Regions from separate parts of the Mus musculus genome. Here region 2 is linked to region 1. The links are chromatin contacts, called in public HiChIP or PLAC-seq maps. All regions are on one chromosome and are shown on one strand. Each heading gives the region's core, a stretch centred on a gene start, on an enhancer-like site or on the middle of the called end of the contact. The rest is flanking DNA. Distances are from core to core; before and after follow the strand shown.

Evidence for each region. HiChIP or PLAC-seq counts read pairs in DNA pulled down with a chosen protein or histone mark.
Region 2: a contact with region 1 is called in an H3K27ac HiChIP or PLAC-seq map of large pre-B cells, with 2.8 times the contacts expected there. The contact joins two enhancer-like sites.

Annotation. Positions count from the first base shown.
Region 1 is chr7:75,292,537-75,297,532 of GRCm38.p6, reverse strand. All of the region lies in intron 1 of Sv2b (synaptic vesicle glycoprotein 2 b), which reads left to right. Among named protein-coding and RNA genes, the nearest start is that of 1500012K07Rik, 14 kb to the left of the region's middle. Within about 2 kb of position 1,867, at least 41 of the 459 cell types and tissues checked have an H3K27ac peak or open chromatin away from gene starts, as enhancers often do.
Region 2 is chr7:75,698,788-75,703,754 of GRCm38.p6, reverse strand. The region is part of intron 16 of Akap13 (A kinase (PRKA) anchor protein 13); the gene reads right to left. Among named protein-coding and RNA genes, the nearest start is that of AU020206, 81 kb to the left of the region's middle. Within about 2 kb of position 1,809, at least 123 of the 459 cell types and tissues checked have an H3K27ac peak or open chromatin away from gene starts, as enhancers often do.

The sequences.
Region 1 (4,996 bases), core at 618-3,117:
ACTGTAAGATCTGCTTCCTGGGCTTGTGGGAGAACCCTGAAGGAGATGATGGTATGGAGTACCGAGTGATGCACACAGCTTACAACAGGAGCATTCCCATTGGTTTCAGAGTTGAGACTGCCATCTTGGCTGCTTTCTTAGGTCAGATGTCTGACGTGGTTGCTGGCACATGGTGCATGTATGCTTTATTTATTTAGTGCTAGACATGGAGAACCTTGAGTGTGTGTGTTTCAAAGGAGGATCAATGAACTCTGGGTTGGAGAATTTAGGAAGGCAGTGGAGGGACAAGGAGAAGATCCTGACAATCTCACCCCTTAGCTTTTAGGAGCTGATTAAACTATGAGTTTACTAACAGCCAAGAGAGAAAGAACATAAGATGAGAAGCCAGTTTGAGAGAAGGCGGGGTGTATTCTGTGTCTCATGTGTTCTTGGGGTCGCTCTATATTTGGATGGTGACTGTCTTAGCTGAGGTTAATCCTCTTTGTTCCAGTCATCAGCCAAGGGATTAACTGCTTTAAACTCAAAGCTTTAGTGGCCCCACAATGTGAGCTTTGTTTTGCCGATGCCCGAGATTCAGGGGGTCAATTTCTGCTGAGCTAACACACAAGGCCCCTTTGTGGGCATTGGTCCTAGTTCCTTCGTGCTAGGGAGAAAGAGACGGAGGGGCTAAGAGGGGAAGTGATTTACTACTCCTGGGCAGATTTACGACCCAGAATTCCTGGCTTGAAATTCTCTACTTTGTACTGCCCTGGACTTCTGTGAAGGAGTTAGGTCAAGAACCATTGCTGAGTGAGCAGAGCAGTGACTCTATGGGAAGAGCCTTCACTGGTGTGAATCCCTTACTGTGTTCTAGCAACGTCTCAGTATGTCGATGAACAATCTAGGCGGCTGCCTCACTAATAGATAAGCTGTTTGGAAGCACACAGAAGGGACAACCTCCACCATGATTTTTTTTTTCTAGGTTTGTTGTGATTAAGATTCATCTCTGGGCTAAGAAAACTCTGCCTGGCCTAGTTGGGACCCACACCTACACCAAAATGTCAAAATGTGAAAAGCCCAAATTGCCTGTGGTGAGAATAGGGGGGGACGTTCTTCAAAGGAAGCTACCTAAGAAGAGCACATGGTTGCTAGGTAGGCAAACCCCACAGATATTTGCCACACTGAGCAGACTCCTTCAGCTGCAGTAAAGTTCATGGAACATTAGCTTCGTGGGAGAGCATCGTAGCCTTCCAGAGTCTGGCCATTTTCTCCAGCTCTCCTCCATTACTTAGGAGCTGAAGTGTTCACAGCTATCTTGCTTACTCTAGGATTGCATTAAAAAACTAAAATGCACAGAAGCAAAAAAAAATGCAGATTTCCTCCCTAAATTCCTTTACCTGTATTATGTATGTACATTGTATGCATGTATGTATGTACATATGTTTGTTTGTATGTATTTACTGTTTATTGATGGCCCATTGTGCCAGATGCTGGAATTAGTGGCAGGCAGAGAAGATGTGATCCCTGTTCTGAGGGGGTATATCACAGCTTAGTAAGTTGTAAGGCATCTTTGCCTATGTATATAAAACACACACAAACATTCTTAATATTAATTGTTTATCCTGTTGTTCAGTATGGCAAGCTTATTTATAACTAGATGCTTGATTACTATGCATCAGGGTGCTGACCCCACTCAAAGGAAGAGGAGTGTCTGCATCACACTGAGTTACTTGGCGGATGAGCATGACTTTGCACATTCTCCCTGGACGTAAGAGTACATTGGCAATGGAAGAGTAAAACTCCATCCTGGGACCATGCTGCTTGCCACTCTGTCCCTCTGAGGCTGGGAGAGTGGGTGGCCCTCATTTGTGCTGCTTCTGTTTGCAGGCTGTGAATGGGAGCTGGCACTGCAGGCTGCTTTGTTGTTGTGCGGTGATGTTTGAACACGGGGCAGCATATTGCTTTGCTATTATCAATTTATTTGTGTAATCCCAGCAGCTGGCAGTGGTATAATAACTTTCAAGTGAGAAAAAAAAAACCCTATTTGCTTAGAGAGAATAAAAATAGACAGAGAATGAGGTATGTCACAGATGACAGAATTCACAACGGCAGGATTTTTCTGTGGTTAGAATTCCCAGTGGGGTTTTCAAAGTGCAGAGAAGGGTCATGCTTTTGGAAGGGAAGCCTGTCTTGTCTTCTTTGCATGCACCAACAGAGCTAGAAAAATGGCTTTAGCTCTTGGGATTTGCTCAGGCTGTTGCTGGTGGGGACAAGCAGCCCTGCCTGAGACTGAATCCAGTAGAGTACAGACTTGGGTAGTAAAGTGCCATCCTTTGCCCTTTCCACCTCGTTGTTCTTCCCCTATGGTATGATGTGTTGAGTCTTCAGAAATATGGCCTTATTATCAACTAGTCCTGATGGGCAGCCAGAAGCAATGTCAGAAGCCTATATTAATTTAGAGACCTCTGGGGTCTTACTGACCAACAATTCAGAGGGAGGGGCCCCATGCCTACCACTGGGATTCTTGTTCAACAATCTGTGGCTTTTGGGAGGAGAATTATCCACCTGTGCAGGGTGCTTAACTTCAAGCTTCCTTTTGTTAAATTATGCTTTTAATTAGCTCTCCATATGGGTTTCAGACATCTGAAGCTTTGGCTAACTCTCCCAATCCCTCTCCTTTCCCTATGCCTGTTTAAATCTTCCCACCTCCAGAGACCTCTCTCCCTATAGTGATATCACATGTGCTATCTTCCCTCCCTTAAGAACCTCATTTAATCTTCTTTTTCTAGTTTTCTTGCCACCATATACACTCCAAATTAAACACACAAATCTGAAAATGTGACAGGAGGATTTACATTTGAGAGAGAACATTTTTTATTATTGTTGTTGTTTTGCTGAGTCTGTGTTAGCTCACTTAATATTTTCCATATATATATATATATATGTGGGAGATATATATATATATATATCTCCCACATATTTTATGCTTTTGTTATTTATGGCTGAGTATCATTTCATTGTGTACATAGAGAACACATTTTCTTTTGAAAAACTTTTTATTGATTCTTTGTGAATTTCACATCCTTCACCCCAACCCCACTCACCTCCTTGTCTCTTCCTATGCGCTCTTTGCCCTTGCTACCTCCCCACCAAAAGAAAAAATATCCTCCTTGTGGAATCTGTAGTGTGTGACAACAGTGTGTCCCACACCATATCTGTTTGTCCACACTTCTTTACTTGCAAATATTCATTGCAATGAGTCACTGGTCTGGTTCAAGACCTCTGTTTCTGCTACACCATCAATACAGGATCCTCACTGAGATTCCTATTGGATACCCTGCTGTTGCCCTGTGTCATGGAGATCCTGCAGCTTTGGATCTGTAGGACCAGCCCCTTCACACACTCCAGCAGTTCATAGAAAAACCCATTTTCTTTATCCATTTGTGCTGGCTAGACACAAACTAGAGTTGTCTGAGATGAGAGATTCTCAATCTAGGAATTACCGACATCAGACTGGCCCGTGGCATGTCTGTGGGGCATGTTATTGATTATTGAGCTGGGCACGCTCAGCCTACTGTGAGCGGTGCTGTCTCTAGGCAAGTGGGCCTGAGTTGTATAAGAAACCAAGCTGAACATGCCGTGGGGAGGAAGCAATACACAGTGCACCTCTGTGGTCTCTGCTTTTGTTCCTCCTGGCTCCTGTTGTGACGTTCTGCTTTGGCTCCCCTCAGTGATGGACCGTGAAGCCTAAGGCAAAGCAAGCCTTTTCCTCTCCACATTGGTTTCAAGCCGTCTTTTAATACAGTGATGAAGAGCTTACTAAGCTTACTAAGCCATTCATTCATCTGTTGATGGACAGTTTGGCTGGTTCCATCTCCAGTGCTGTGGCAATGACCACACATCAACAAATGCTCTGGGGTAGGATACAGAGTCACTCTACTTTGTCTGCCTCTGAGATTCCTTTAAGATTTTTTTAAGAGATAGCAAAACTGGTCCTGGTGCACCCAGGTCTCTGTAAGAACAGGGCTCTCAAGGGAAGGTTGATTCTTTGGCATCTTCACCTATAGCAAGTCCTTGCTCAAGGATACAGATGCTTTGCTGCACAAAGCCTGGCGATGGGCCTGTGAGAGAGTCCCTCGTAGACATTGCAGGTACTTCTAGGAAGGGAGTCAGGACAATGACTTGTCCTTGGAAGCCTGCTGATCTGTAATAATATAAGAATAAAATGACTACTCAAAAGAGGTCTTGACATTGGACTTGCAAACTTTATATGCCCCAACACAGGGAAATGCCAGGGCCAAAAAGTGGGAGTGGGTGGGTAGGGGAGTGGGGAGGGGAGGGTATGGGGGACTTTTGAGATAGCATTGGAAATGTAAATGAGGAAAATACCTAATAAAAATATTAAAGAAAAGAGGTCTTGGCATGTCCCCTGACTTTGGACCATGAAGACATAGAGTGTACATTTAGCTTGAAAATTGTTGTGGACAGATAGCTTAATGGAGAGTCCATACCCACAGGGGAAGATGGGTAATAGTGCTAAATAAATTGTTTCTTTTGGCTTCGATGAGGGCTTGAGAAGTGCAAGGAAAAAGCCTAATAGTTAGGGTAGGAGCAGAAGCCCTAGGAATGCTTCAACAGTAGCTGAATCCTAAAGAGGGGACTTGTCTAACCTTAGCTGAGATGCTCATAGGCACTGAAGAGGGCCAGCACAGTGTGGCCCTAGGAAAACTACCTACAGACAAGCCATCAGCATCAGAGAGCCAGTGTAAGTAACAACAATACCAGAAAGGAACTTCTCCCTGTTACAATTATAATTATTATTGTTACTGGTATATTTCACTTAGTTTTCAAGTGGGAATGTGATGCTAAATCTACCTCCTCTACCTCTGGCTTTTCTTCATGGCTCTGTCTTGCTCCCCTTTAGCCCTGTGTGGAGCCTTATATTATTTTATATACTGGTTAATGAGCTGTCTGCACAAAGGCAGGACCTGGGGGTGTGGGCGTGCTGACTGATCTG
Region 2 (4,967 bases), core at 560-3,059, 410 kb before region 1:
GCAGTTCTAAGTTCTACTTATGGTGGGGCTGAGAGGAAGTTATTTCTCTGAGCCCTAGTCATTTCATTTGCAAATGGGACAGGTGTCCACTTATAGTTTTGCTCTAAGTAACATTTAATACATATAATAAATACCTCACTGAAAATGAGTGTCACCAGTGTATTAACTCTCCCAAAACAACACAAAACCACACTCTTTTGTAGTGAAGGAAGGACATTTTGACTTGTGGCAGGAGACAATAGGCCAGGAGCAGTTTCAAGGGTGCTGGTGCAAAGCATGGAAGAAGAGAAGTACAGAAAGACAAGAGGCCCTGCCAGGAAACTTGCCCAGACCTCCTTCTTTGTCTCCTCAAGCTGATTACTACAGCACCCATTTCCTCTCAGAAGACTGGGCACCCAGGGTAGGGAATCCCCAAGATTAAGGGAATAATTCCCTTACAAATTAACTAGACCATGAAGTGCTACAATTCATAGAGGTGAATTTTACCTACAGTTATATACTAGGACTATAATCGAAAAAAAAAAAAAAAAACCCAGGAAGTGAGCTTCTCAGAGTGAGTGACCATGACAGTGTCTAACTCTGTGACTCATCCGTGCTACCTGTAGAGGTTATGGACATAGACTCAGTTGGCAAGAGGGCATCATGCTCCCCGCTCTACTACAGAGAGGACAATGCATGACACTTAAGATAATGAATGGCTACTATGTGTCAGGCTCTGGGAATGAGTAACTCACATGTATTTTCTTAAGACAGGGCACTGTTCTAATTATCTCCATTTTATATTTAAAGAGACTGAGGCTTAAAGATGACTAATACTTTTTTTTTTTTTTGGCGCCCAGAGCAGGAACTGTTGAAGCTGCAGTTGATGCAGTCTGGGATCACTAAAGCTCAGCTCTCATCCACCACACTTACTGTAAAGGGCTGGCAATCTCCCTTGAGTTGCAAAGGGTCACAGAGCAATCATCAGTAACAAATAGGAACTCAAACTGTCTGATTTTCTAAAGTTCAGAACCCACCCAATATTATGAAATGGGCTGTTTGTAAAATCTATGATTCATGTGAAACTCTCCCTTAACAGAATACATGGAGCACCCCCCCCCTCAAAAGCCAAACCGATGCATGTTAAAACTTAAAAAAACCCCAAAAAACAAAAAACAAAAACCACAACAAAAAACACCAAACAGAAAGGACAGGGGAAAACCACCTTACAAAACAGGAAACTCTTCTGAACAGAAATTAGTAACTGCTAAAATGCATAGAACCTGATTCTGAATCACCACACCTTGAGCACAGCCCTTTTAGCGAGTTTTTTGCTGCAAATTTCTCTGAGTAAATTGTTAAGTTAAAACTATTTTTTTTTTTTTTTGGCTTGACCGTTAAAAGCATACACCAATGGTTAAAAAAAAAAAGCAAACAGCACAACTTTCTAGGCCAGCTAGGTGAGCCTCTGGCGAACTGTAATGTTCCTCAGATCTGAATAATCCATGTTCTCATCCTTTACAGTAATCCAGATGAGTTCCTCCAAGAACAAAAACAAAACAACAAACTACACATGGCCTCCCCCTGCTGTAACTCAGTGCTTTGAAGAAGTCAGGCTCTTACCTGCCCATGTTTTAGTCCCGTGAATCTCACGGTTATGAGAGGAACTTCGGGAAGCCGACCCCATTTTACTGACATGATTTGACCCCCATGCCAGGAAATGTCCTCTCACAGAAGATGCTCATGCCGGCAGGCAGACAGCTCACAGCTACCATTAGCAAAACGGTAAGAGGAAGCCAGAGAGTGGTTGAGAAAGTGCATAAGGGGAGGGTTGAGGCTGCCTGCTTCCTTGAGACAGTCTTAACTATTTGAATGCTGCTGGTAAAGCTAACCACTCTACCCTGAAGAACACAGGAAATGAAAGAAAACTGAAGTAACTCTCAAATACATGTGCGGACAGCATTTGCATTGTAGTATGGGAAATATGGCAAGGATCAAGGCCACACTAATACTGTAAGTTAAAAAGCACATCTCCTAAAAAACATATTCCTAACTGCATAAAAAAGCAATGTTGGTTTTTTTGTTTGTTTGTTTGGTTTTTTGAGACAGGGTTTCTCTGTATAGCTCTGGCTGTCCTGGAACTCACTTTGTAGACCAGGCTGGCCTCGAACTCAGAAATCCGCCTGCCTCTGCCTCCTGAGTGCTGGGATTAAAGGTGTGCCACCACCACGGCCAGCTAGCAATGTTTTATAAGAAGATATTTTAGAAAAGTTGACAATGGTAAAATGGTAATTGGTTATTATTCTTAAATTTAATATGTCTATATTTAACTATTGCTAACATGCTTTAACTGTACTGTGGAATAAGAATCCAATGACATTTAAAAATGATGAGACTGGGCACAATAATACTAGGGTGCTATGCAAGAAACTTGGTTTTCACTTTCTTAATCCTATCCTTTTAGAAGGTAGGGTATTCTGTGAGCATGAAAACCAAATGTGATTAGGCATCTTGGGAAATTCTTTCATATACAAGGCACAGAAACTCGGAATTGGGTCTGAATGGCTCACTATAACGTTAACTAAGGTATCAGCTGGCGAGAAAGTCCTTTTTAGTCAGAGAACTTTTGAGTCATACTAGGAACTGGTTTAAAATGTGTCTTGTGTCTTGAAGCTGTCCTTGTAAAAACGAGAGCTTAATAGAAAAAGACAATCAGTGGCGTGAAGACCACTCTCTTCGTGAAGGCAACAGTGTGTATGTATCCAAGGACCTTAATACATGTATAATACACACAATTTACTCAGCAGGAAACAGAACTACTGCTCAAAGACAATACGACAAAAGAGAAACTGCCCATCTTCCTCTTACGCTTCCTGTTTAGGGCTCCTAAGCTTCTGAAAAGCATTCCGTCTATACATCTGCAACGTCTGCATGTTACAGCTGACTCAAAGGTTATGTATGCAGGACTGATAACTAAATTCCTTATATAATAAAAACTATACACAGAAAAACTTGGCACTATTGGGCAACACATATTGTCTAGGAGTGTGAAACATTTGCTGCCTAATAGCTAACTTTGGCTACTCAGAGAGTCCAAAGAGTGTTGGCAGTCACAGCTTAACATGTGGGATAACAAACTCAAGTTTATAATTGTCTTCTCATAGACACACACACTATGTTTACTCAGAGAGACTTTCCTAACTATATTCAGATACAACTCATATGTATTGGTTAGCAGCTGAATAACTATATGGTCTCATTAACACATATTTAAAAATTAATAATCTTAGCACTTGAGTGGTTACATTACTGGCCCAATATGTGCAAGGCCCTACAATCTCCAGCACTGAAGAAAAAGAGAAAACAACCAACTCCTAAACAGGGTAAGAGAAGTGAAAGTTCATTATTTTTATAGAAAAAATAGTGTTAATATCTATGGTATCACTTTTTTTTTTAAACAATATAGGAAACATCATTCAATAGTTAGGAAAAAGAGTTGACTGATACTCACTTATCTGTATAATTGGGTGGACACACAACTAATTCTCTCTCATTACCTCTGCTTATACTGACAAGGTCACAGTGTTCTGTAGCAGCTGTATAACAGTCTTATTTAACAGTAAGCTAACCTCCACTCACAGGAAAGACGGCAGGTTAACATGCCTGGCCACAGGGGTACTTGAAAACACACAGTAAAGGGAACCGTACTGCAATCTGCAGAGTTATGAATTTGCAATTTTTGGAGTTTCTATTGCTGGAGACAGTTTAGCCCCCAAAGATCAAATCTTGAAGCCAAGTCAGAAAGAGGAACCATGTCAATTGCAAAAGAGTGTTGTCATTTTGTCGACAGAGAGGAATGGAGGCAAGAAGTCAACTGGTTCTTTAACGGTGATGACAGACCTGACTCGAACACAGGTAGCCTATTTTCCTGTCCCATCTCATCACCTGCCTCTTACCTAATGGTAGTCATTTGAAGTGAAAAAATATTAAAGACAAATGAAAAAGAACTACTTAGTAGTGGATTTTGCTGAAAAATAAGCACACGATGACAGGCAACATGTGTGGGAAGCCAGACCTCACGTAGCTCTGCCAGACCATTATCTAGACTTGCTACTTGAAACACAGTCTATAGAGTACGGAAGTTGGGTGAGATTCTGTTTTAAAGATGACGTTCCAGTTTCTAAGTCTGATTCCACATTATCTTTTTTTTCTGTCTGTATTACCTGCCCCCTCAGCAATCTCACTGTTGAATCTACCATTCATTGGGAGAGGTGGTCAGAGGTAGTCTCTACTGACTTGTTGGCCTTATAATTATGTGTGTGTATGTTTGGATAAGGTTCCAGTTTAAAAGCAAAATAAAAAAAAAATAACAGAAACATTTTGAATTCATCCAAACCTAACCATGACATTTTCAAGGTTAACTGAGAATTACAGGCCACTAAGCAAAGAAGCCATTCAATAATACATGGTTCGGTTTTCCCAAGGGAATTTTCTTGTGTTGATAGCAACTATAGACGAAGGAAGCCAAAGGAAACATGCAGGTTCTGCTACTGCCAGTATGTGGAATACAGTATGCATCCCCTCCTCCTGGCTTCATATTCATTCATATATATATATTTTTTTCTCAAACTAGAATGGATCCAATAAAACACACAATTAGGCTAGAAATGATTTAGTAGACTGTATTTTCATCCTATACTTGGTAGGAAAAATGGTGAAAAAGCAGATTTGGTGTAAGAGTTTTGTGGTAAAAGATACTTTATTTACAAAACCTGGCATCACAGCTAGGATAGTAAATGCACTCACTCTCAAAGGTCCTTGTGCTTGCTCCCTACACTTGGCGGGGAGCCTCCTGGAGAGAACTTATGGGGTGTGTGCCCTTGAAGGGGGTTATGAAGCCCCAGCCCCTCTCTCTGCTTCCCCTCCAGTAGGTGCTCTGCCATGGGGCACTTTACTACCACAGCCCCAAAGCAACAATACTAGGTGAA